Linked DNA regions of Mus musculus: all the other regions are linked to region 1. Evidence: chromatin contacts called from public HiChIP or PLAC-seq and promoter capture Hi-C data. All regions are on one chromosome and are shown on one strand. The core of a region is the stretch at or near the end of the contact, and the rest is flanking DNA. Distances in the headings are between cores, read along the strand shown.

Region 1 (4,980 bases), core at 859-3,358:
AACTCTCAGATACTATTCCAGACAAACTTACAATTTTAGATTCACTTGGCGTGGAGAAATTGGGTGTATTTTATGTAAAGACACGAATTGTATTCATAAATCTAAATTAGAAATACGCATTTAACAAATGGAAAAGCATGATACTAAAAAAAAAGGCTTGCTTTTTAAAAATCAGTGCAAGATTTCACAGGCGCCTTAATCACATTTTGCAACTTGTACATATTTATTGGACAACCAACATCCCTAAAATAAGCACCAAAATCTTCAGTAGGAATAAGTATGTTTAGGAGTAGTGCACCTGAACCAGTTATGGAATTGTAAAGGTCTGTAAAGGTCTGTCTCTTTCATTGTCATTACACTAATCAGTCGTCCTTCTTCTTGCCCCCAATTTTAAGGACATTACTTTGTGTGTATGAGTGTTTGACTGCATAAACGAATGTGCACCACATGCCCACGGAGGCTGGAAGAGGTTGTCCGATCCCCACCCCCACCCCGCTTTTATGAGCAGCTGAGCAGGTATGTGGTGATAGGAAACTAAACTTGGGTGCTCTGCAACATCAGCAAGCACTCCTAACCATCTGTCCAGTTCCTTCCCCCGCCCCGCCCCCTAGTTTTTTTGAAACCTACTTCCTACATTAACAGGCATTTCTTTGGCACTACAATTTATAGAGCAAAGGAAAATATTGTGGGAAGAATGCCTCTTCTCTGCTGGGTTCTCATTGGCGTCCTTTAGTCCTCCTTAAAACATTAACCAAACCGGACGTGGTGGCGCATGCCTTTAATCCCAGCACTTGGGAGGCAGAGGCAGGCGGATTTCTGAGTTCGAGGCCAGCCTGGTCTACAGAGTGAGTTCCAGGTCAGCCAGGGCTACACAGAGAAACCCTGCCTCGAAAATTTAAAAAAATAAAAAAATTAATACCGATCTCTTAAGCTTTAAATGAATGAAGTGATTCTATTGAAATTAATAATTTTAATTAATTTCTTAATTCTACGTCAGGTACCCTGGAAGTGGAGTTATAGACGGCTTAAGGGTTACTTGCGGATGTCCTGGAACTCACTCTGTAGACCAGGCTGGCCTTGAACTTAGAAATCCGTCTGCCTCTGCCTTCCGAGTGCTGGGATTAAAGGCGTGAGCCACCACGCCCGGCTCGCATCCAGTACTGTTAACCGCTGAGACATCTCTTCGGTCCCTGAAATTTGTATTTTTATATCTAACTAAGTAAAGGAAATTTGATAAAAGAAACACTCATAATTACAAGAATTTTTCTCTAGGAAAAAGATCGTTGCTTTGTTTTAAAATATGGTGACATGGGGGTGGAAGACGGTGTATTTCCTTTTGATCACTGCCTTTGAACATACTCGTATGTAATATACCATATACTTGACATAGGGTGGTGGGGAAGATCGGCTCCAGTTCTGGCTTAGTAAAATCCGAACAAAGAACTCTCTAAGAAAAGGTTTCTATTTTCTACGCAGGGCTGACTTATTTTGCTTCAGTGTGCACATGGGGGCGGAGGTGATGACTGGCAAACCCCGACTCTCCAAAACCTTAAGCGTAGCTCTCTCTCCAGCTCTGGCTTCTCGGTACACGGAGAGTGGTCCAGAAGCGCTTCTCCCTTCATAGTCTCATATCCCTAGCGAAGTCAGAAACCAATACGACAGAGACATCCGGCGCCAGGGCTGGGCTCCTTTAGGCTCCCCGACCTCACCTTTCTTCTCTCACACCGCCCACGCCCTCCTGCTCGCTCCTCCGCCACCTGCGCGCGCGCCCCAGATCCGGTGCAGCTTCTCGTGCCCGCCTCCCGACGGCTGCCAATCACAGCTTTCTGCAGTTCCCTGGTTACCGAAACAACGGTCCTTGGGCACCTTGGCCACGCCCCTTTGGACCTGCTTCCCGCCTTTCGTGCTTTTCGCCCAATCACTCGCGTCCGAGTGTTCTTTGGTTCCCGCCTCCCCGCCCCCGCCCTCCTGAAGACCCGCCCTTTTTCCGAGGCACGACGGAGTCACCTGACCCGCGGGCGCTCCCTCGGTGGAAAGCAGGAAGGGGCGTGTGCGTGAAGGGGAGGGGCGCAAGAAGAAAGCGGCAGGGATGCCGGGAGTGGGGCGGGGAGAAGGTTTGTCAGTCGGATCTCGCGAGAGAGGACGGAAGCCTGTGGGAGCCCGTGGCCTTTAAAGTGCGATTCAGCCCTCTCCTCCGGGGCTAGTTTGTAAACACGGCCGGCCTCCGGGCTCGCGGGTGGCTGGCAGGACCATGAATTAGTGACCTGGAAAGGTGAGTAATGGTGGAAGGGCCACGGGCTTGGAGGTTGTAGGGATGCAGAGGAAGAAGGTGCTAACATGGCGACGTCGCTGCCTGTAGTCTCCACCCCCCGCCTCCCACCCCTTTTGCGCCCCTGCTGTGGACCCCAACCCTACGGACGGCGGTGGCCGCGTTGCCGCCTCTGGTCTGGCGGAGCGACCGGACCGTTAGGTAACGCGCTGCGGCTCCGGCCGGCCCCTCCCTCGCGCGCTTTCCCAAGCCTGAGCGAGAAGGAATAACGGCTCTTCTCCGACCCCTCCCTCCGACTTCTCCTCTGGTGTGGTCACTTGAGAGGTCCCCGAGGCGCCCTTCGGATCCGCCCATCTGTCGGGGAGACCCCCGCCGCTAGTCCTTGATCGCGCTGCCCAGAGGGCCCACGCTGGGCTCCCCACCGGGGACTCGGGCGATCGAGGGTTTGGGATGGTGCGTTGAAGGATTGGGAAGCAAGGGTCTCTGGCCTCGGTGGAACGTGATGGAGCCAATGGTAATGGAGAACCTGCTGGTGGTCTCGGCCTTTTCTGTCCTTTCTGCCGCCCTCACACTCCCGCCGCCGCCACCCCCCCCTTTCCAGGTGGGGCGGGGCTGAGGTGTGGGTGCAGGTTGATTCTGCTATTCCCCCCCACACCCCATTTACTTCGACCGGTGTTCTGCAGAGCTTTTGTAGGAAAATAATCTGTGCCTTTTATTACCCCAGGGACAAGGAAGAGAGGTAGGGAGAGATGTGTGTATGTCTCCCCGGGATGCTCACTCATTGAACCAGACCTTGGAGGAGATGGGAACTATTTTTATGCACATAGGTATTATAAAATTGTCTCTTCTTTAATGGAGACTCTTAAACTGGGAAGGTCGAGTAAAACTACCACCAGTATAATTGAGTAAAAGGGATACTCATGATAGACTCTAGGCCCATCGACTAATACCTAGTTTACCTTGTGGAAGTCACAGTTTCTTGGGGATTATAAACTAGGGACACGTTCACACCAGATGCAGGTAATGCTGTTTTTAACATCTGACCAAACACGGACTGTTCTGAGCTCAGTTTGTCCTGTTTGAAGAAATTCTTAACCCTTGGCCATTGTCAAGTAATAACCGTTCCAGGAATACTACTCATTTAGCGCCAAATGGCCTGGGTCTCTAGCACCCAAATGGTAAGACTTTATAAAGGCTTATTTTAAAACAGTTAACTCTAGATGAAATAAGAGTCTTGTATTTAAATTTGCTAAACCTATTTGAAGAATCCCTGCAATAAACTTTTTTCAAAAGTATAGAAATATTTTGTAGAGTATGCTAAAAACATATCCTATATAAGCCAAGAAAACTAAGTACATGGATCTTTAAGGCCATCGATAGTTGAGTGATAATTAAGGTTCTAGGTCTTAAAATCATTAATAAATAATTGGAGAGATGTTTAGAGATGTTTTCATGGGTATTTTAAAATTTTAAAGCTATATTGTTTTGAAATGATACTATCCATTAAATATTTCATGACTAACATTAAGTCAAGAAATCTAGGTTTGTTTTTGTTTTTTTTTATTTTTAAGAAAACTTGAAAACTTGAGTTTTAATTATTATCTGTACTCTCCTAATCAATTATATTGCTAGATCTAGTAAATAACTTTACCTTACATGCTGTTTCCACTCATTTTTGACTTTAGTCTCTTCCAAAATGATATGTGTTTCTGTGAACTGGTATCACTTTCTTTTGTTACTCTTATTGAAATGCCCTTAGAAAAGTAAGTCTTATATTTAAAGCAAAATTTGTATTGGAAGCTGGGCGTGGTGGCGCACGCCTTTAATCCCAGGCAGAGGCAGGCGGATTTCTGAGTTCAAGGCTAGCCTGGTCTACAGAGTGAGTTCTAGGACAGCCAGGGCTACCCAGAGAAACCCTGTCTCGAAAACAAAACAAAACAAAAAAATTTGTATTGGAACCCTCCTTGATTAGAAGTCAATGAAAGTAATTAGATAATTCAATGAAAGTGATTGGATGATTCAACTGACCTGTATGAAATTAATACATATAGTACTCCCTGTATTAACTTGTAGCCTACAAAACCACCTGTCATATAGTCAATGGTTTTAACATTTTGTGACTATCTTATATTCACATCTATTTCTATAGACTGAAATCTTGTCTGAAATGGAACATGTTCTATGTTTGTTTTTAAGATTTATTTATTTTTGTGTTTTGCTTGCATATATGTATGTGTACCATTTATGGGCAGTGCCCTTAGAGACCATCTTAAATCCTGAATCTCTAAAACTAGAGTTACATATTATTATGAGCCACCATGTGGGTGCTGGGAACTTATCCCAGCTGCTCTGCAAGAACAACAGGTACTCTTAACTGCTGAGCCATCTCTCCAGCCCTTTGTTTGCTTTTCTACCGTGCTAGGAAAGCTCTTTTTATTTTGTTGTTTCCAGACATGGCTTATCTCTGTAGTTGGCTATCCTGGAACTTGTTTGTAGACCAGGCTGGCCTCCACCTCACAGAGATCCTGCCTACCTCTACCTCCTGACCACTGGGACTAAAAGGTGTGCTCTTTTTTATTGAGATATACATTTCTCAAAATCTATTTATGTAATTTTTTTATTTTACAGTTATATGTGTCTAACTGCTTGTCTGCCTTCTTGCCTGTGTGGATGATAGCATATTTATGGAGATTAAAGGACAACATTGAAGA
Region 2 (4,980 bases), core at 763-3,262, 2.8 Mb before region 1:
TCCCGGGGCATCCTGCACAAGGCGGCTGCCGAAGGCCTCGCCTCCTTCGGATCTTTTTCAATAAAATCAAGGGTTGCTCATTTCTTGGAGCTTCCAGTGCTCACACTCCGGGGAAGTAGGAAGTTACCTCCTAGGAAAAGCTGGAGCAATGGCAAGGCCCTGTAATCCCAGCACTCTAGAGGCTGAGGCAGGAAGGACCAAAGGCCAGCCTGGGCTACATCCTTCTTTTAAGAAAGTAGTATGCAGGCCAGAGAGGTCCTCCAACAAGGTCTTATGGAACTAGGGTTGGCAAGATAGCTTTCCAAGTAAAGCGCTTGCCTCCGGGAGCTTGACCAGTACTGTCCTGGGGGCCTCACACAGTGGAAGGAAAGAACCTCATTTACACATGGGCCATGTTACACGCATCCCCCCCCCGGCCCCCCCCCCACACACACACACATTTTTTTTTCTTTTAATGTCATACATCACGATGTATGCCTTTAATACCAGCATTTAGGAAGCAGAGGAAGGCAGATGAGTTCTGTTAGTTCCAAGCCTGCCTGGTCTACGCAGTGACTTCTAGGCCAGACAGACCCCCCTTCTCTCTCTCTCTCTTTCTCTCTCTCTCTCTCTCTCTCTCTCTCTCACACACACACACACACACACACACACAGGAAAGAAGAGGTTAAGAAGAAAAATGTTAAGAAGGTATCGTGCATCCTATTTTTGTTTTGTTTTTAAAAGGATTTCTCTTAATTTTTTTTTAATCTCACTTGGAAGGGCGTCCTTACACACTTGACAACTTTTAGATTTAGAAAGTTTTGCAAATTCCAATTACTTTGCATAAAGCAGAGTCAGTATTGAGGTAGTGAAATCCCTGGCTTATCCTTCCAGGAAGGCTGACTGAATAGGGTGATCGGGATGTCCACTTGGGGAATCGACGAGCTGAATATTCAACAAATCACATAGAGTTCAGTAATGATAGTTCAACTGTGGAGGGCATCTGACACTTACCATAAAATTCGAGTTTTGTGTTGTTTGAAAGGTTTATCATACTAAAAGGATAAGGGGGATATATCAAGAGACTGGACTAATCTCTGTTGTCTATTAGCCAGCTGTGAAATTGGAACAAAATGTTCAATAGTCAGTTTTCCTGTCTGATGTGAATGAATTCTCATGGGAGAAAAAAAAAAAAAAAAAGCTTTTCTCTGCTAAAGGCCTTCACCTCAAGGGCGGCCTCAAGAGGTTAGGGACAGAAACACAAGTTATCTTTTGCAATGCCGGGCATGGGCTGCTGAAGCCCTGGAGACACTCCACTGTGTGTTCTGAGAGTCTCCTGGCTGCATGCGGTAGACATGGCCTGGAGTCTTTTTTCGCAGTACTCCAACTACCATATCCCCCCCTCCAAAAATATCCTTCAAGGACTTCCACAAATATCCAGAGAAGAGCAGCCAACCTATATTGTCAAGAACCTATTCTTCCAAAAATGTCTGCATCCACTGTGCCTGTCAAGTCCGTAGGGGCCTTAGAAGCCTGTGATTAGAAAGAATAACGACTAGAATATCCCACCGTGACCTGTTTGCATTTTGTATCAATTTCTTGGCCCAACATTTTAATATTTTAAAAATACTGTATTTAGGATCCTACAGCTATCTATTCTTTTTCTATGGCCAAATGGGTCAGTGTAGCATTTAAAAATTTAAAACCAAGCCATTCAAGCAATCCGTTAGCAGAGGCAGTGTTGGAGAGGCAAGATCAGGGCATCAAGTGGAGCCCATAAAATTTTGCAGCATCTCCTAAGTGCCTAGAAACGACCACCATAATGCCAGTTTTATTTCAGGAAACGCAAGTCTGACTACTGCAGGCGAAAGAAACCTGCGGACAGGGTGTGCGGTGCTATTCTAGCCAGAGTACAGCCAACCGGAGCACCCAACGGCCAAGACACACTCCAACCGGCGGCGATTTGCTGGTGCGAGAGGGGGCGGGGCCTCTCGTAGCCCCGCCTTGGACCTTTGTGACGTAGGACAATGCCTGCCACGCGTCCCAATTCAGTCTGATCAGCCTGCTGACACTCTGTGGGGCTTACACTGGGCCTGGGAGTGCTGCTTTGGGAAACATGAATCTCCTATTCAGACTAGCAGTTTTCCTTAGCCTGTGGTGTTGTTCCGATGCTCAGGGACAAACAAAAGAAGAAAGCACTGAGGAAGTGAAAATAGAAGTTTTGCACCGTCCAGAAAACTGCTCCAAAACAAGCAGGAAAGGAGACTTGCTAAATGCCCATTACGATGGCTACTTGGCTAAAGACGGCTCCAAATTCTACTGCAGGTAGGAGATGCTCCGTCCAGTTCAAGTTCAGTTGATAGACCACATCTTGCCCACTACCACCAGCAGCAGCAGCCAGAGCCTAACTGGTTGTTTTGTTTTAAGGTTTTTTGGTTTTGTTTTTTAACAGTAAATTAAGCCTTCATGCCGATTTAGATTAGAAGACATTCCCTAAACAAAACTGAATGTTTTTAGTTATTTGAAATGTAAGCGCAGTAAACTGACTGCAGACTCACTACGTCAGGCAGAGCACTGACCACCACCACTGTCCTTGGAACCCGGAAAACTAAATCTAGAGGCTTCTTGAAAAGATATTCACACTTTCTCCTTACCCAGAGCTGAAGTCTGATTCCAAACAGAGTGTATAAGAAAGCTACCGCGTTTCCTTCTGGACTTTGTGGGTCATTTTCTAAAACTCTGGTTATCACATCCATTCTCTCTGTTCCCTAGTCCGGTCTGACTGAATGCAGTCTGTTTAGCTGTACTGTTTCCCCTCAAAGACAGGCCAATCTTTCCAGTCTAGCAATTCTTTCCAATTTAGAGGAAAACTTATTCTTCCAACGTAGAAGAGAAATTTGACAGGATGCTATTTTTCAGTCGTTCTTAAAATGAAATTTAGGGCTCAGCCTGCCCCTTTGGTTTGGGAAACAAACCCAGAGAAGGTAAATGAGTCATTTTGTTCAAGCCATCCAGCTAGTTAGAGGCAGGAGACCCATTTTTAAAAGTGAACCATTGAGTAGTTTTTGTAAGGACGGCAAAAATCAGAAATCAGAATGTTTTCCAATGATATGCTCTGCCAATTTATGGGGAAGTTTGATCCAAACAATTCGCAAAGGACAGAGTTCTGAAGGGTGCAATGTGGGGAAAGAGATTCCAGTCTTAAGTAACAAGTGCCTGAGCTGTATTTAAGTTTCCTTTATGAGATGGTCTTACTTACACACTAAGTATGGTTTCTCATAGCCGGACACAAGATGAAGGCCACCCCAAATGGTTTGTTCTTGGTGTCGGACATGTCATAAAGGGGCTGGACATTGCTATGATGGACATGTGCCCTGGGGAAAAGAGAAAGGTGATTATACCGCCTTCGTTTGCATATGGAAAAGAAGGCTACGGTAAGTTGTGGGTTTTTTTTTTTGCTGTATCTTTTAGTAGCTTTAAAAAAGATAAGTCGTTTATAAAAAAAATCAAAACAAATCTGTATATTCTTTAAAAATGGAAGTAAGTCTCAAAGAGATATTTGCATATCTATGTTCTCAGTAACAGCACAGTCCACAAGAAGCAAGATGTGGAAGAAACCCAAGAGTCCAGAGATGGGAGAGCAAATAAAACAATGGGTATAGGGCACACAGTGAAATATTACATAGGCTTTCAAAAGAGTGAAATTCTGACTCATGCTACAGTGTAGATGAACCTTAAAGACTAATCCGCTAAGTGAAAGACGCCAGACACAAAAAAATATCAATACTGTAGGATTGCAATTATATGAAGTATCTATAATAGTCAAGCCAGCAGACACAAAAGCAGAGGGTGGTTACCTGGGACTAAAGGAGAGATGTTGAATAGCATAGTGTTTCAGTGATCAAGATAAGAGTTCTAGATGTAGATTGCACTGTAACACAATTGTACTTTATACTTATTTAAAAATAGTCAAGGAAGTAAATTTTGCTGGGCAGTGGTGGCGCACGCCTTTAATCCCAGCCCTTGGGAGGCAGAGGCAGGCAGATTTCTGAGTTCGAGGCCAGCCTGGTCTACAAAGTGAGTTCCAGGACAGCCAGGGCTATACAGAAAAACCCTGTCTCGAAAAACAAACAAAAAAAAAAACAACAAAAAAGTAAATTTTAAATTAGGTGTGTTTTGTCAATTTTAAAAAGTTACAGAAGAAATCATCACAGAAACTTGTTTAACAAATTCTTGTTATATTTAATTCATCCTATACCTTTCGTTTCATGTCTAAAGAAAACAAGACAGCATTGGAGTACCAACCTCCAGCCAGACTCTCATCCTCTGCATAGACACAGTGTTTAGGATGACTGTATATTCCATAAGCTCCCTTGGACATTTTTGGTTTTAGTATTACATATGTGCTTCCAGTAAAGATCATTAGTAAGCAGCCAGGTTAAGTTGTTAAAACTTGGGAGTCAGGAACAATTTCAGGATAGAAGGATGGTACCTCTGAGCGGTGAGTCGTTCTTCCCCCAACTCAGGAGAATCCTTCAGATGCAGAAAAAATAAGTTTCAGAGTTGTGCCTACTTTTAAATAGATCCTAGAGCAAGAAGATATGTGAACCTGCAGAAAGTTGGGGAAATATGATTAACTGGTGGGTAGGTGATCTAGCCCTAGAAGTAAGCTAAGTTCATAAACTAATAAAACACAAATTGTCTTTGATTCTAATGGAACGCTTAATTATATCCATAATTGGAGCAAAATTAGAACACAAACAAGGTATCATTTTTTGCTTATCCCACTAGCGAGGACGAGAATACTGACAGAGACATGGGGAAATGGGCCATTTCTTATATGATCGATGGGGAAGGAAGTCATTTGACCAAGAGTTTTATCAGAAGTAATTGTACCCTTATCTTCTGACTTAATAATTTTGAATTTTAGGACCATACACCAAAGCGTAAAAGAAGATTTATTGCTGTGTTAGTTAGGGTTCTCAAGAGAAAGAGAACCAG
Region 3 (4,980 bases), core at 1,495-3,994, 2.1 Mb before region 1:
AAAGGTCAGGAGCCATAGAGGAGAAGAAAACTCTACCTTTACAGATGACTTCCTTTATTAAGGAAGATGCGTGCATGTGACTGTGCGTAAGACACTCATGAATTAGCAATGCACCAGCCACAAATGCTCACATTCATAGGGTAACCAGATAAGTAAAAGGGAATCTCGATCCATTGTACATTTGATTGCCTTGTATTTGGGCAGGAAGAACAGAAGGATACTAAGAACCAAAATGCTTTTGCCCTGCTATGTTTTGCATACTCTTCCTGGTAACCACCTCTCCCCTAGTCCAGCAAAGCCAGCCATGAGTGTCACACTACCTTCTCAATCATTAACTCCTTTCTTTATGTCTCTAATGCACTTTATAAGAACCACTGCATGTTGTCCTATTGCTGAGGATAATATTGCAGATTTGCTTTTGACATATACTCCAGCTCGTCAAGACCCTAATGTAAACAAAAATGATAGTTTATACTTCGTAATATTCTACTTGGTTTGTTTTCCAGGCCTTCCATCATTAATTAAAAGATCTCCTTTTATCTCTCCCATCCAAGAAACAATGAAACGACTCCCCAACTGCCTATCAGAGACCAAATAAAAGTCAGCCTATCACAGCGGTAGTTCTGGTCATGCCAATTTCACAGTGGGATTGGTGCTCATTGCATTTTGAAAATGACCCTGCCCTCCATCTGTCTAAGCCAAATGCCCTGCTCTTTTCAAGCCAGGCCATTGGAGCCACTTTCCATGAAATAAGGAGGAGGACACAAAATGGCTACCCTCCTGTGTACTTTAGCTGCTGTGCTCATAGACAGACAGCAACACAGAGAGGTAGCCAAGAAATTTGGGAGAAAGCTGACAATCCTTTCGGTGTGTGTGGGAGGGGGTGGGATGTAAGTACAGTTTTTTTCATCATGTAAGTACAGTTTTGCAGACAGAGAGACTGAAAGGATAAAAGGTCATTTCCTGATTTCATGTTTATGCATCATAATTTAAGGCCAGCTTTTTCACAATAACAGTCTATGCATAAAGATTTTTAAATACTGAGTGTGAATTTCCAAATTCAAATGTCAGGCAGGGCAGCAGTTGTAAAGGAGACATATCATATTCTTTAATATGTGAGCATCACATACCCCCACCACAGACTTCACCTAAAAGGGTACCAGAAAATCAGAGTAATAGTAAACTCAGAGTGGGGATATAGAAGTAGTCCTTACCTGCTTTCTGTAAAAAAAAAAAAAAAAAAAAAAAAAAAAAAGATCTTTGGTGGACCAAAGGCCCACTCCACACACATAAAATGGGTGCAATCTGCTCCTTCCTTCTTATTGATTGCAGAAATGCCCCTTGTGTGATGACATCCAAGAAGTCACATGGCTGCAAATTCTCCACATGAGGGAAGGCTGAACGCACATAAAATCGGCTGTTATATGATAGGATTATACGATAGGAGCAAATGTATACCTGCTTCAGCCTTTTCCTTGTGATACCAGGAACTAGGGGATACCCAACCCCACTAGTCATTGTATATCTGTTTGAAAGTGCAATTGAGTCATGGAAGTCAGAAGCCTACTGCCCACACCAATTTACTTGATTGTTTCTATAGAAAAAAAAAAAAGGGACACAGCAATCTTTCCTCATACACACTTGGTGCCCTCATTTGGCAGGCCTTTACAGTTTCTTGGAGACATGAAGATAGAATGATTTGCCATTCACCGTTTCTCATGGAACCTAGTTCTTGGTTGTCATGGTTCAGCCTCTGTAGTGTTTGAATGAGAATGTCCCTCGTAGGTTCAGATGTTTGAACACTTAGTCCCCAGCTGGTGGCACTGTTGGGGAAGATGTGGCATTGTTGGAAAAGATATGTCACTGAGATTTTAAAAAGTTTCCGCCATCTCACCATCACACTATCTACCTCCATCTTGGAGGTGACAGAGAGCTGCTTCTGCTGAGAATCTGGGTCAGGAACTCAACTATGACTCTTTCAGAAGGTCTGCTTTAGTCGATTCTGGAGAAAGCCTGATTTGATGCTATTGTCTATCTGCTCCTTGGCTTGTGTGATTTTACTTAGCACAGTTACCCAACTAGACACTCTGATCTGCCTAGGACTCTCATTGGGAATCCTAGCTAACCTCTTCAATGGCTGCCCTAGTTGATTTCAACTAATATTTGTAAGCCTTCAATTTGATTATATTGAATTATCGATCTGATGTTTCTATCAGCTATTTCCTACTATTTTACCTTTGCTTACTATATTCTTAATAAACGGACGTTCAAAACCCAAAAACAAACAAACAAACAAAATGCCCGCCATTTGTAGATCATTTTCTACTTGGTGCAGAATGCTTGGTCACTGTACTATTCTATTAAGAAGTACACACTTAGTTCGGCACTAACGGATAATTCAGCAGATTTCAAAATATACAATAGGGAAAAAAAGTACAAGCCTCAAAAAACCTCCAGGGACCCCAGGCCCTAATCAGGTTACTGCTCTTCCACAGAGAGGTCACACTATCTAGCTAGAAAACAAGCAACGCTCACTCGTTCTAACGAGTAAAGGGAGTCTAAAACTCCTACTAACGGCCTAAAAGTCTTATGACCTTTTCCTATCTGAATTGAATACACAAACAATACGCCAAGTCCCCAGATTTCAGTACTCGTGAAATAAGACTACAACTCCCAGAATGCAAAGTGGATACGTCCCATTGGGGAAGTAACAATGTTGCATGCCGGGAGAAACCGGGAGTATAATGTCTGGACTACTTGCAACAAGTTTCTGTCCCTTCTCCGACTTCTGTCCCAACCCAGTTTGTAATCTTATAAGACAAAACAAAAAAATTCAGGGATTATGTCAACGGTTCCTAGTCATGCGGAACAGATCCTTTCTACCTCAGACCTAACCGCCACCCGCTGGATGAACTTCCGTTTCCGGTTACCTAGTTTCCTTGGAAACTAGCACGCGCTACAATTTTGGCGGCTATGGCGTGGCAAAGCAGCTCTAAAGTTCCCGACGGTGAGTTCACAGCGGTGGTGTACAGGCTCATCCGCGACTCCCGCTACTCAGAGGCGGTGCAGCTGCTAAGCGCAGAGCTGCAGAGAAGCTCCCGCAGCCGCGCAGGGCTGTCGCTGCTGGCCTACTGCTACTACCGCCTGCAGGAGTTCGAGCTCGCTGCAGAGTGCTATGAGCAGCTGAGCCAGATGCACCCGGAACTCGAGCAGTACCGCCTGTACCAGGCCCAGGCGCTGTACAAGGCCTGCCTGTATCCAGAAGCCACCAGGGTCACCTTCCTCCTGGACAACCCCGCCTATCAGACTCGAGTCCTTCGTCTCCAGGCTGCTATCAAGTACAGTGAAGGTGACCTCCCAGGAGCCAGGAGCCTGGTGGAGCAGCTGCTGAGTGGGGAAGCTGGAGAAGACAGTGGAGGGGAGAATGACCCAGATGGTTTGGTCAACATGGGTTGTCTGCTCTACAAGGAGGGACACTATGAAGCTGCCTGCTCCAAGTTCTTAGCGGCCCTGCAGGCTTCTGGCTACCAGCCTGACCTTTCCTACAACTTGGCATTGGCCTATTACAGCAGTCGGCAGTACGCGCCTGCTCTGAAGCATATCGCTGACATCATTGAGCGTGGCATCCGTCAACACCCAGAACTCGGTGTGGGCATGACCACGGAGGGCATTGATGTTCGCAGTGTTGGCAACACTGTAGTCCTTCACCAGACTGCTCTGATTGAAGCTTTCAACCTCAAGGCAGCCATAGAGTATCAGCTGAGAAACTTTGAGGTAGCCCAAGAAACTCTCACTGACATGCCTCCTAGAGCAGAGGAAGAGCTGGACCCCGTAACCCTCCACAACCAGGCTCTGATGAACATGGATGCCAAGCCCACAGAGGGCTTTGAAAAGCTCCAGTTTCTGCTCCAGCAGAACCCCTTTCCCCCAGAGACCTTTGGCAACCTGCTGCTGCTCTACTGTAAATATGAGTATTTTGACCTGGCAGCTGATGTCCTGGCAGAAAATGCCCACTTAACTTACAAGTTCCTCACACCCTATCTCTATGACTTCTTGGATGCCATGATCACTTGCCAGACAGCTCCTGAAGAGGCTTTCATTAAACTTGATGGGTTGGCTGGCATGCTGACTGAGCAGCTCAGGAGACTCACTAAGCAAGTTCAAGAAGCAAGGCATAACAGAGATGATGAAATTATTAAAAAGGCTATGAATGAATATGATGAAACTCTTGAGAAATATATTCCTGTACTGATGGCCCAGGCAAAAATCTACTGGAATCTTGAGAATTACCCAATGGTAGAGAAGATCTTCCGCAAATCTGTGGAATTCTGTAATGACCATGATGTGTGGAAGCTGAATGTGGCCCATGTCCTCTTCATGCAGGAGAACAAGTACAAAGAGGCCATTGGTTTCTATGAGCCCATTGTCAAGAAGAATTATGATAACATCCTGAGTGTCAGTGCTATTGTGTTAGCCAACCTCTGTGTTTCCTATATCATGACAAGTCAAAACGAGGAAGCTGAGGAGCTCATGAGGAAGATTGAGAAGGAGGAGGAACAACTCTCTTATGGTGACCCAGACAAGAAAATCTACCACCTTTGCATTGTGAATTTGGTGATAGGAACCCTGTATTGTGCCAAAGGAAACTATGACTTTGGCATCTCTCGGGTTATCAAAAGCTTGGAGCCTTACCATAAAAAGCTAGGCACCGATACGTGGTATTATGCCAAGAGATGCTTCCTGTCCTTACTAGAGAACATGTCAAAGCACATGATAGTGCTTTGTGACGGTGTTGTTCAAGAATGTGTCCAGTTTCTAGAGTACTGTGAACTTTATGGTAGAAACATCCCTGCTGTTTTAGAACAGCCCTTAGAGGAAGAAAGAATTCACACCGGGAAGAATACAGTCACATATGAGTCCAGACTGTTGAAAGCTTTGATTTATGAGGTCATAGGGTGGAATATGTAGTTGCTTCTGTTA
Region 4 (4,980 bases), core at 988-3,487, 2.0 Mb before region 1:
TTAAAACATTAAGTCTTTGAATATTGTTTTCAAAGAAAAACAGTCAACCCGGCCAGCGTGGGGGAGACCTCCTCATCCCTGACTACTGAGCAATGTTATATAACATCCTTCAGCCTACATTCAACCCCACACTGAGGACTGTAAAGGGCTACAGCAGAGGTTTGCTTGGGCAAACATCTTGACGTGGTTTCACTTGCTTTCCTCAGTAGCTTCCTCTGTTGATCCTGAGCTACATTTAGTGTGGGGTAGAGTCTCTCACTTCCTTGGCATTCAAACAGAATTATCTTGTCCAGGTTCTACTGAGCAGAATATATGAGGAATGATATTGTTTCTATTGTAGCATTTAAATGTCTGCTGGGATCTTTTCCTAGAAGTAACAGGTGTCTGGAACCTAGGCTACTTGCCAGTAATTCCTTCCTAACACTTTTTCATTGTTACAATGCAAGCCACAAAGGTCAGATTTCTATGACCCAAATGAGACTGGTTGGGTTTTGTTTGTTTTGATTTTTTAACAACAACAACAACAACAAAAAACTTTACAAAGCAAGTCTCTAATATTTCCTATAATATGAGTTCATATATGAATTAACTCCTAATCACTAATTCTTCTGAGTTTAACTTTTAAGATAACATGGCTCATTCCCTTTCCTATGTGGGTTTTAGCAGGTTACTTAATTGTCCTGAAGCACAAAGTCTTCATCTGCAGCACACAGATTTCAGTAAAGTTATGAGCAGTTTGTGAGAAGCCTAACAGCGTGCTATGAAATATGGTGAATATTGGCTGCAATATGTTGATGAGCTGCAATATGTTGATGGTAAAAAAGATTCATGGGTAGCAATTCTATTAAAGAGAAAAATATAATGCCCTCATGTTGAAGTTCTTAATTACAAAGCAAAGATATGCCTTCATGTGGTCTGTTTGCCTTGGGTGTAGCTAGAGGAGATCGTGGAAAACTATAAAAGGTAACAGTCTCCCAGGTGCCTCCCAGAGCCACGTCAAATGATCCGTGCTCTAAAAGTACAGCCTTGTTATTGAAAAATCATACAATTTGTCACTACTTCATTTGGAAAGAACACATTAATATTCTGCTATCTTGGTTACTTCTCAAATGCTTAACTAAGCATTATATTTATGTCCCCACACATTAGGGTCAGTCAAATCTATGTACATGGTTTTCAACAGTGATTCAATATCGGCTTATAAGTCGGTAGTTTTTTACTGCTCTGTCATACTAGAATAAAATTGAATTTATACAGAATAACCTCCCCAAAACAATAACACAGAACCTAGAGACTCATTCTACATACAGGGGGGAAAGGAGAGATAGTAACTGCCTGAAGAGCTTCGAATTAAGAGTCTGGGTATGGGAAAGGAGTTGGCGAAGCATTTATGTATTAACTAGCTGATTCATACGTGAAAACAAGATCAGAGGCACGAGAAGCACAGGCTGATTACGTCTTGAACAAACTCACGGTAGTGTTTGGTAGAGCTTAGAGGGTGAGAAAAATAGCATATAGGAAAGGGGGAAAATGTTAGTTTTGTGGCTTCTCCTTGAAGAAGGAAAAGACCAAAGCCGTGTGCTTCATCAATTCAAGCACCAATTTACGTTCATAACAGCGGTCATTTACGAAACAGAGGGCGAATGGTACTTAAATCTAAAACAGCACCAGTTACAATTCAGACTCTCCTTCCCCCTCTCGTCACCTCTTGATACAGAATAAAATACGGACTGCCGGCCCTTGCTTAACAACGTTCTCAAAAAGTGGGCGTCAGAGCAGCTGGCAAGAATATACTAGAATTCCTGAAGTCCAGAGACGGCCCTCATTCCCATTTCGTCACCATTGCCAAGCAACTCGAACCCTCAAAGAACAGCGAATTTTCTGCATCCCGGGGGACCTTCACAAGAAAACTTTACTTCAGTGCCAACAAAGAAGCAATCAAAGCAATAGAAACAAGATCCCGATCCCAGAGAAAAGGCAGAGACTCCAATTACTGTAAAACGTCAAAGAGGAAAAACTACATTTCCCAGGATGCAGGGCGATAACGGAAGCGATGTAGGCCGGGACGTGGAATATCCCTCTCTGAACTACCTAGAAAATTTTCCAGACCAAGCCCAATTGCTTCCCCACAGTCTAGAGTGTTTAAAAACATATCCAGAAATTGATAGAAACGTGTCGGTGATTCGCTTTTATCCACAAGACACTTCCGTTGGATACTTGCCGCTGAACAGCTTCCGTTTCCGGTTGGCCTATTGCCTTGGAAACCAGGATGCAAAACAAGCTAGGTGAATATGGCAGGGCTGAGCAGCTCACAGATCCCCGACGGTGAGTTCACAGCAGTGGTGTACAGGCTCATCCGCGACTCCCGCTACTCAGAGGCGGTGCAGCTGCTGAGCGCAGAGCTGCAGAGGAGCTCCCGCAGCCGCGCAGGGCTGTCGCTGCTGGCCTACTGCTACTACCGCCTGCAGGAGTTCGAGCTCGCTGCAGAGTGCTATGAGCAGCTGAGCCAGATGCACCCGGAACTCGAGCAGTACCGCCTGTACCAGGCCCAGGCACTGTACAAGGCCTGCCTGTATCCAGAGGCCACCAGGGTCGCCTTCCTCCTGGACAACCCCGCCTATCAGACTCGAGTCCTTCGTCTCCAGGCTGCTATCAAGTACAGTGAAGGTGACCTCCCAGGAGCCAGGAGCCTGGTGGAGCAGCTGCTGAGTGGGGAAGGTGTAGAGGACAGTGGAGGGGAGAGTGATTATGATGGTCAGATCAACCTAGGTTGTCTGCTCTACAAAGAGGGACACTATGAAGCTGCCTGTTCCAAGTTCTTAGCGGCCCTGCAGGCTTCTGGCTACCAGCCTGACCTTTCCTACAACTTGGCTTTGGCCTATTACAGCAGTCGGCAGTACGCGCCTGCTCTGAAGCATATCGCTGACATCATTGAGCGTGGCATCCGTCAACACCCAGAACTCGGTGTGGGCATGACCACGGAGGGCATTGATGTTCGCAGTGTTGGCAACACTATAGTCCTTCACCAGACTGCTCTGGTCGAAGCCTTCAACCTCAAGGCAGCCATAGAGTACCAGCTGAGAAACTACGAGGCAGCCCAGGAAGCCCTCACTGACATGCCACCCAGAGCAGAGGAAGAGCTGGACCCCGTAACCCTCCACAACCAGGCTCTGATGAACATGGATGCCAAGCCCACAGAGGGCTTTGAAAAGCTCCAGTTTCTGCTCCAGCAGAACCCCTTCCCCCCAGAGACCTTTGGCAACCTGCTGCTGCTCTACTGTAAATATGAGTATTTTGACCTGGCAGCTGATGTCCTGGCAGAAAATGCCCACTTGACTTACAAGTTCCTCACACCCTATCTCTATGACTTCTTGGATGCCATGATCACTTGCCAGACAGCTCCTGAAGAGGCTTTCATTAAACTTGATGGGTTGGCTGGCATGCTGACTGAGCAGCTCCGGAAACTCACCATACAAGTACAGGATTCAAGGCATAGTAGAGATGATGAATCTGCCAAAAAGGCTGTGAATGAATATGATGAAACTCTTGAGAAGTATATTCCTGTACTGATGGCCCAGGCAAAAATCTACTGGAACTTTGAGAATTACCCAATGGTGGAGAAGATCTTCCGCAAATCTGTGGAATTCTGTAATGACCATGATGTGTGGAAGCTGAATGTGGCCCATGTCCTCTTCATGCAGGAGAACAAGTACAAAGAGGCCATTGGTTTCTATGAGCCCATTGTCAAGAAGAATTATGATAACATCCTGAGTGTCAGTGCTATTGTGTTAGCCAACCTCTGTGTTTCCTATATCATGACAAGTCAAAATGAGGAAGCTGAGGAGCTCATGAGGAAGATTGAGAAGGAGGAGGAACAACTCTCTTATGGTGACCCAGACAAGAAAATCTACCACCTTTGCATTGTGAATTTGGTGATAGGAACTCTGTATTGTGCCAAAGGAAACTATGACTTTGGCATCTCTCGGGTTATCAAAAGCCTGGAGCCTTACCATAAAAAGCTAGGCACCGATACATGGTATTATGCCAAGAGATGTTTCCTGTCCTTACTAGAGAACATGTCAAAGCACACAATTATGCTAAGGGACAGTGTCATTCAAGAATGTGTGCAGTTTCTAGAGCACTGTGAACTTTATGGTAGAAACATTCCAGCTGTTATAGAACAGCCCTTGGAGGAAGAAAGAATGCACACTGGGAAGAATACAGTCACATATGAATCAAGAAAGTTGAGGGCTCTGATTTATGAGATAATTGGATGGAATGTGTAATTACCGCTGACAATTTGTATCATGATGACTTTCTATGTACATTTTCAGTTTTTCCTGTATCTAGCTTTTGCTATTTGTATTTGCTACTTGTGAGACTTTGTACACTTTAGTGTAACAAAAGCACTATTCGATATAACCTGCACTTTTAAATCCTGTCAAGTGAGATTGTGTAAGAACCCAGGCCCTAGAAAGTACTTTGGAACTTTTAAAACTGAGAAAGATGTTGTTTCTATCATGTTTTCTCCATTTTTGTTTGGTTTTGATGTATCTTGGACAACCTTTGCTATTATGTTATCCAGGGACCAGACACTAAGTTCAGAACTTAGTCGTCCATAACGTCTTCTTGTAATCACTCCAACGACTGTGTTTTCTCTTTGCACAACTCCCCATGATTTTATAGAGAATTTAGAGTGTTTGACAGTTTTCCAATACAGATATAATAATTTGTACAGATTAAATTTCTTAGGTAATAATTGGTTTTGCTAGTTTTCAAGATTCAGTAAATTCACTTAATAAACACTAATAAATAAATAATCACTAATAAATAATGAAAAAGAAAAGAAACCTCTGCGGTGTTTAGCGCCATGAATTGGTGATTTGAATTTATGATCAAGTCATACTGTTGCTGTTTTTCAAGTATTTTATTTACATTTATCTCTCACGGTAATCAGGACCAGAGGTAACCAGAGAACTC

The links. Promoter capture Hi-C pulls out the DNA fragments that hold promoters and counts their contacts. HiChIP or PLAC-seq counts read pairs in DNA pulled down with a chosen protein or histone mark.
Region 2: a contact with region 1 is called in a promoter capture Hi-C map of pre-B cells, with 7 times the contacts expected there. The contact joins the promoter of Fkbp7 here to the promoter of Atf2 in region 1. A contact is called at or near these places in 1 of 39 promoter capture datasets (pre-B cells), 1 of 484 Hi-C or Micro-C datasets (CD4 T cells) and 1 of 115 datasets of contacts at active chromatin or transcription factors (astrocytes).
Region 3: a contact with region 1 is called in an H3K4me3 HiChIP or PLAC-seq map of bone marrow-derived macrophages, with 4 times the contacts expected there. The contact joins the promoter of Ttc30a1 here to the promoter of Atf2 in region 1. A contact is called at or near these places in 2 of 39 promoter capture datasets (hippocampal neurons and pre-B cells), 1 of 484 Hi-C or Micro-C datasets (neutrophils) and 1 of 115 datasets of contacts at active chromatin or transcription factors (bone marrow-derived macrophages).
Region 4: an H3K27ac HiChIP or PLAC-seq map of cardiomyocytes shows a contact between it and region 1, with 8 times the contacts expected there. The contact joins the promoter of Ttc30b here to the promoter of Atf2 in region 1. A contact is called at or near these places in 1 of 39 promoter capture datasets (pre-B cells) and 2 of 115 datasets of contacts at active chromatin or transcription factors (astrocytes and cardiomyocytes).

What each region holds. Positions count from the first base shown.
Region 1 is chr2:73,889,767-73,894,746 of GRCm38.p6, reverse strand. It overlaps Atf2 (activating transcription factor 2), which reads left to right and starts at 2,108. Exons shown (of 15, transcript NM_001025093.2): 1 at 2,108-2,272. It overlaps Gm10822 (a long non-coding RNA gene), which reads right to left and starts at 2,339. Exons shown (of 3, transcript XR_003953852.1): 1 at 2,008-2,339; 2 at 1,710-1,836.
Region 2 is chr2:76,670,130-76,675,109 of GRCm38.p6, reverse strand. It overlaps Fkbp7 (FK506 binding protein 7), which reads left to right and starts at 2,012. Exons shown (of 4, transcript NM_010222.2): 1 at 2,012-2,304; 2 at 3,262-3,413. The coding sequence starts at 2,096.
Region 3 is chr2:75,979,731-75,984,710 of GRCm38.p6, reverse strand. It overlaps Ttc30a1 (tetratricopeptide repeat domain 30A1), which reads left to right and starts at 2,744. Exons shown (of 1, transcript NM_030188.3): 1 at 2,744-4,980. The coding sequence starts at 2,974. The coding sequence ends at 4,968.
Region 4 is chr2:75,935,719-75,940,698 of GRCm38.p6, reverse strand. It overlaps Ttc30b (tetratricopeptide repeat domain 30B), which reads left to right and starts at 2,237. Exons shown (of 1, transcript NM_028235.1): 1 at 2,237-4,850. The coding sequence starts at 2,292. The coding sequence ends at 4,286.